Regions from separate parts of the Sus scrofa genome. Here region 1 is linked to region 2. A link is a contact called in public Hi-C data. All regions are on one chromosome and are shown on one strand. The core of a region is the stretch at or near the end of the contact, and the rest is flanking DNA. Distances in the headings are between cores, read along the strand shown.

Region 1 (3,318 bases), core at 197-2,696, 870 kb before region 2:
ACCAAAAAAAAAAAAAAATTATTGTATAGCCTCCATGAGAGACTATGCAGCTACAAATACAAAATTCTCTGTAACTACGAACTACATTTTGTGATGGTCCTAGAAACCAAAAATAGCTCATTGCCTAAGAATTCACTGGTGACATCCACCCAAAAAACCCCACAAAGAGGTACACACTTTCCTGGAGTCTTAGGACAAGACCAAATGTATCTAAATCTGAATCATTTCTGTTTGTATGGAATTGACTGAAATAAAAAAGTAAATAATGATTTTAAAATCAACATTGGAATAATTTACACTAATATTATAATTTATCCTTTTATTTATCTATATGAGTGATGTCAGGGCTGTTAGACTTGTGTGAAACTGTGTCCTGCTGCCCCAAGTTTAACTTTAATACTATGCTCTTAGTGATCTCAGAGATTCACAGGACAGAAAACCCTTCTCCCCTTTTTGTGACAAAGTCCCTTGAGGGAAATGAATTCTGTTCACACCTCAAAATAATCCTGACTTAGGGCATTGGGTACAGGAGAAACGGTGCCTCACATACCCACGAAAAGGAAATGAATAAGGGCAAAATGCCTAGGGCCTAGGAAAGCCACAATGCTGCCTTGACTCAAAAATGTCCACTCTTCAGTTTCTTTGAATTAGTTCTTAGGTATGCCAGATGCCCACTTTCCTTTGTCAGCCAGGGAAAGTTCTTATCTTTTTGCAAGACAGTCTTTCTTTTACCCAATTCCTGTGAAAAAAAAGTGATTTTTAGAAGTTTTGATTGCTTTAAATCAATACGTACTCCACTAGGAAGTCTCTCCTCTAAAGTGTATTTTGAAAGAGAAGAAAGAAGGTAGAATGAACAAACATTTGGTGAACATTTCAAGAGACCTTGACAGCTTTCAAGGAAATGCATTCTTCGGACTTGAATCGAAGACACCCTCTCCCTCCTTCTTGGTTTATTCCGCAGCCTTCCAGCAGGGGGCGCGTAGTTCTCAGCGTGATGCTTCTCCCTCCCTAGCGCCTCAAGGACCGTATCCCTATTTGCCCCAAGGTCATAGCTCCTAAGCAAGCCCGGGACGCCCGCGAGCAAGCCCTTGGAGCTAGAGACCTCGGCGTGGGTGGGGCCGATGGGGCGGGGCTGGAGTGCTCCTAGGCCAGGGATGCAATCACAAAGGGGACAGGGGATCAGAGATACCGGACGCGGGTCCTCAGCAGTCAGCGCCGCCGCCAGCCTCAGCGCTCCGGAGGGGGATGGGGTGCGTGTAGACGCTCCGCAGCCCAGTCCGACTCAGGAACCCCGGAGCCGCCGCCGCCACGCGCGCGGGGAGCACGGAGCCTCGTGGAGGCCCAGGGACCCGGGGCCGGGACCCGAGGTCGGGCCGCAGGCCGAGGGGAGACGAGTGGCGGGAGAGGAGCTCCTGAACCTGGCCCAGCGCCCGCCGAGAGGGCGTTCTCCCCGCCCCCGGAGCCTCGCCCTCCTGGCCCGCCCCGAGCGCGGGGAGATCACCTCCGCCCGTCACCTCCTCCCCCAGTCGCCCAGGTCCACCCAGGGCCCCTTCCCCCCGGCCGCCCCCGAGCACGAAGTTGGCGGGAGCCTATAAATACCAGCGACGGCGCGACCCGCGGACATACGGTGCAGGCGCTCCAGCAGCCGCCGCTAGACCGGCGCCAACTCCTGCCCTGCCCCTACCAGCGGCACGACCATGTCCCATCACTGGGGATACGACAAGCACAACGGTGAGTGCGGGCTGCGGGCGGGGCGGCGTCTGCGCCTGGGGCTCCGGGCCCCTCTGGGGCCCAGCAGCGCACGCACCTGCTATTTCCCGCTGCCGCCTGGAGCACCCGAGGCTCAGGTGCGCCCCCGACGCCTTGCCCGCGCGCCCGCGGCTCCCCGGCGCGGGATGCCCCCAGCTCAGAGCCGGAGTCCACTGTCGAGGAATCCCTGCGTCCAGCGGTGGCGCGCGGTGCCGGGGGAAGGGGGCGCGCAGAAGCAGCAGTGGGACCCAAGGACAGCCCTTCCCGGGTCACGAGCCGGAGACCATCCTATTCCGACCCAGGAGGAAACTAGGGCGAATTGTAACGATACATTTTAGTTATTGATCGCAGAGAAATTAGGGGACCCTATTTTCCCCCTACCTTACCCTACCCCCAGTTCATCTTCAGCACCACTTGTGGCTGAGACTCTCAGCACGAAGTGTCCCGGGGCATTTTCTTGGGGTGGTTTGAATCCACTGCGCTGATTTCTGAGTTTTTCCTTCGTCTCTCCGCTTCTAATGTTAGGAAGTCACCAGGAACCCGGCTTTATCGGCGTCACAGATCTGGGTTCTCCTGAACCAGCAGACCAAAGAGAAAAATGTGTCTAAACCACCTTGAGCCTCTTTGGGGGTTTGGGGCTTTCTAGATCGTGGGAATCCTAACCATTAAAGCAGGGTTGCCCTGCCTGAACAGTGATTCTGACCTTACTGATCTAGTAAAAGGACAAGAGAGAGGAATCCCCATCTGCTGGAATGTCTTAAGTGAGCTTGCATCGTCCAAATCCTAATCACAAGCCTAATGTCAGTCACTCAATGGCAGTAAAAGGAACATAAAATAGCTAATATTTATATGGTGCTCACTACTTGTTCTAAAAGCTTTTACGTATATTGATTCTGATTCTCACATCAACCTTTAATACAAATGAGGAAACTAAGGCACAGATTGTGTTTCACTAAAGTTATTCAGCTGTTAATTATGCCGCCAAAATTAGAGCCAGACAGATTGGCTCCAGAGCCATTGCTCTTTTCTAGGGGTCTGGGTTTGTCCTTCCCCACAGTGGGGGGTTCACACAGTCTCTTTTCAATCTCAGGACCTGAGCACTGGCATAAGGACTTCCCCATCGCCAAGGGAGATCGCCAGTCCCCTGTTGACATCAACACCAGCACAGCTGTTCACGACCCTGCCCTGAAGCCTCTGTCCCTTTGCTATGAGCAAGCGACTTCTCAGAGAATTGTCAACAACGGCCACTCTTTCAACGTGGAGTTTGATAGCTCCCAGGACAAAGGCGGTCAGTGTTTAAAAAATAACTTGTGCATTTCAGCCAGTGGCTGTTTTCGCAGCTTAACAGAAGCAGCAGCAAGACCCTCCTCTTAATACTACACTCTGATAATCTTCATTACGTTCAGTCTCTGAGAAGTAGGCTAATTATTTGCAAGTGGCAGGGGCCACTTCTCCCTGTAAAATTCCTGGTTTCTATGTAGGGCATTGAATAACTGTGATGTGCTTGGGAAAAGTCACAGAAGGCAAGGTCCCCTGGCATAGAGATCAGAAACAATGGGATTTGCAAAA
Region 2 (3,248 bases), core at 414-2,913:
AGATGCAGCTTGGATCTGGTGTTGCTGTGGCTGTGGTGTAGGCTGGCAGTTCCAATTCGATCCTTAGCCCAGGAACTTCCACATGCTTTACATGCAGCCCTAAAACGAAAAAAGAAACTACAATGAGGTACCACTTCACACTGGTCAGAATGGCCATCATTAATAAATCCACAAATAACAAGTACTGGAGAAGGTGTGGAGAAAAGGGAACCCTCCTACACTGTTGGTGGGAATGAAACTTGATAAAACCACTATGGAAGACAGTATGAAAGATTCCTCAGAAAACTAATTATAGAACTACCATATGATCCAGTGATCCCACAACTAGGCATATATCCAGACAAAAGTTTCATTCAAAAATATGCACCCCTACGCTCAAAGCAGCACTATTCACAATACCTAAGACATGGAAACAACCTAAATGTCCATTGACAAATGAATGGATTAAAAAGATACGGAACATATATACAATGGAATACTGCTCAGCCATAAAAAAGAATGAAATGCCATTTACAGCAACATGGATGCAAATAAAGATTCTTAAACTAAATGAACTAAGTCAGAAGAGAAAGACAAACACCATGTGATATGCAATTTAAAATATGGCACAAGTGAACATATCTACAGAACAGAAACAGACTCACAGACAAGGAGAACAGACTTGTAACTCTCAAGGGGGAAAGGGGAAGGAGTGGGATGGAGTGGTAGTTTGGGATTAGTAGATGTAAACTATTACATTTAGACTAGATAAGCAATGATGTCCTGCTATATAGCACAGAGAACTATATCCAATCACTTATGACAGAACATGATGGAAAATAATATAAGAAAAAGAATGTGTATATATATATATTGATATATATATAAATCACTGGGTCACTCTGCTGTACATCAGAAATAGAACATTGTAAATCAACTATATTTTAATAAAAAATGTTTAATAAACTGAAAAAAATGGGCCCCAATGAGCCTTGCTTTCTAATATTCACTACCCTTAATTGTAACAGGCTGAACTTACTGACTCCCTTGGAAGAAAGAGAATATGCAGAAGTGAAAATGGAGTATTGGCTATTATTACCTAAATTATATCACATGCACGGATGCTCCATCTCACCTTTCAACCCCCTTTCAGAGATTAAACAAACCAAGGCCTAGGAATAGTCTAACAGACATGCCAGGAGCTCCCCTTGTGACTCATTGGGTTAATAACCCAACACAGTATCCCTGAGGATTCAGGTTCTATCCCTGGCCTTGCTCAGCAAGATAAGGATCTGGCTTTGCCACAGTGCAGTGTAGGTTACAGATGCAACTCAGATCCAGCATTGCTGTGGCTGTGGCATAAACTGGAGGCTGCACCTTCAATTCAACCCCTACTCCTAACCCAGGAATTTCCATATAACACAGGTACCGGAAGTAAAAAAAGAGAAATGCCAAAACTAGGATGACAATCCAACACCCCAACATACTTCCTTAACATTATGCAAATAAAATAAACTCAAACATAATTTTTAAAAGGAAATAATATAAAATCTTTCTGAATCCTAGAAATTTTCAAAAACCAAAACACCACAAACTTTTCAGAGTGCTGTTACTGTATACTGTATACGGCAATCATCAAAAACGAAAATTATCTCACAGGGGTCAAAGACCTTCCCTCCTACTGCTCTCTCCGTATTTGCACAGAAAAGATAAAGAGCAGAGTCTCCGGGTAGATGAGAGAGCTCCTCCTCCTCCGACCCCAGTTTTCAGAGAGGAAAAGGAGCCTTGCGAAAGGGAGAGGACTAGTCCGTCGCTTTCACCGGGGGCGTTCCTGGCACATCTGGCCCAAGTTCCTTCAGTTCCTAAGGTGAGGCCAGGCCACCAAGCCTGAAGAAGGAAGGGGCTGCCGGAGTCCAGCCGGTAGGGGAGGGAAGTGAGAGCCAGGACTGCGAGGGTACCTCAGAGCCGCGGAGTGGCCAAGGAACGCACCGCCCACGGCTGCCAGCAGCACCCGTCGGGAGCCGAAGTGCCCGCGCGGAGCTCCGTCCCAAAGGGAGCGAGCGCCAGAGTCGTAAGGTTAGCGCCATGATCTAAAAACCAGAGGCCTGACCCTTCACCCCCTGGGCTCGCTACCCAGCCGGGCGGAGATAAAGGAGTCACAGTCCTTCCCGAGAAAGCCCCACCGACTTCCGGGGCGGTGCCTCTTTAGCGCAGCAGCTTCCGGTCCACGGGTCTGGCGGGGGAGGGAAATAGACCGATTGGGTGGGACTTAGCGGCCGAGGGGACTGAGGTGGTAAGCGCCCTTCTGGCCGCTGGTTTATTGGCGCTCCTTGTGCAGACTGGGTCTCTTGGTTTTGGCAGGAGAGATCGCCAGAACAGACTTGAAAGCTGGGAAATAGGCCAGAGGATTTACGTATGCAAGAAAATAATGATTTGTTATTCTCTGCTGCCTTCAAAGATGAGCATTTTGGTGTGTTTTTTAGGAAATAATGCTTGGAAGTAGTAAACTGCTCCACCTAAAGAAGGAAATAGAAGAGACTGAGAGACTGGGGGGGGGGGAAGGGGAGTTTCCCAGGGAGGAGAGAGATGCCAGAAATGAACACAGAACCTGAAGCCCATGCTGGTCTAGTAAGAAAGCCTAGGGAGAGGAGGCCTCTGGACAGGAAGTTGACGCCTTGCTATGCTATGGCAAGTGTGAAATAAAACCCTTAGTTTCCCCTCAAAATATTAAGTAAGGTCGATATTACTTCTCACTGGCTTGGAATTGTTGTAGAGGGAATAAACAGGTTTTGAATCCTGCTTCAGAGTTGATGTTGGTGAAAACCCAAGCTGCAAACCTACTATATGGAATATATGGGGAAAAATTATGGGCAGTAAAGGAAGATATTGTTTTTTTAAATTAGGTTGCACTTATATAGTACTTTTAATACTACATAGTGAGTTAACACACACATTTCATTTGAACTTCCCAACTACCTTGTTAAGTAACTGGGGTCCCAAGTTAATAAACTCGTGAACTATAGCTCAAAGAGATTTATTAGCCCAGGACTCATAGCTCATAGGTGTTGGTAGAGTAGAATCCATATCTTCTAACTCCAAGTCCAGTGCTTCTATATGATTTCCTTTATGGTTTATCACAGGATACGGAATATAGTTCCCTGTGCTATACAGTAGGACCTTGTTGTTTATCCATCCTATATATAATAGTTTGTATCTGCTAACCCCAAACTTCCACTCCCAATCCTTCCCTCTCAAGCCACCCCCCAACC

The links. A called contact is a pair of places that touch in the nucleus more often than the background predicts.
Region 1: a contact with region 2 is called in a Hi-C map of fetal liver, with 1.8 times the contacts expected there. The contact joins the promoter of LOC100154873 here to the promoter of CPNE3 in region 2.

What each region holds. Positions count from the first base shown.
Region 1 is chr4:51,209,564-51,212,881 of Sscrofa11.1, reverse strand. LOC100154873 (carbonic anhydrase 2) reads left to right here and starts at 1,446. Exons shown (of 7, transcript XM_001927805.2): 1 at 1,446-1,731; 2 at 2,840-3,037. The coding sequence starts at 1,698. MIR9858 (microRNA 9858) reads right to left here and starts at 1,299; the gene lies at 1,222-1,299.
Region 2 is chr4:50,343,815-50,347,062 of Sscrofa11.1, reverse strand. It overlaps CPNE3 (copine-3), which reads left to right and starts at 1,663. Exons shown (of 16, transcript XM_021089156.1): 1 at 1,663-1,846. RMDN1 (regulator of microtubule dynamics protein 1) reads right to left here and starts at 2,177. Exons shown (of 9, transcript XM_021089160.1): 1 at 1,938-2,177. The coding sequence starts at 2,066.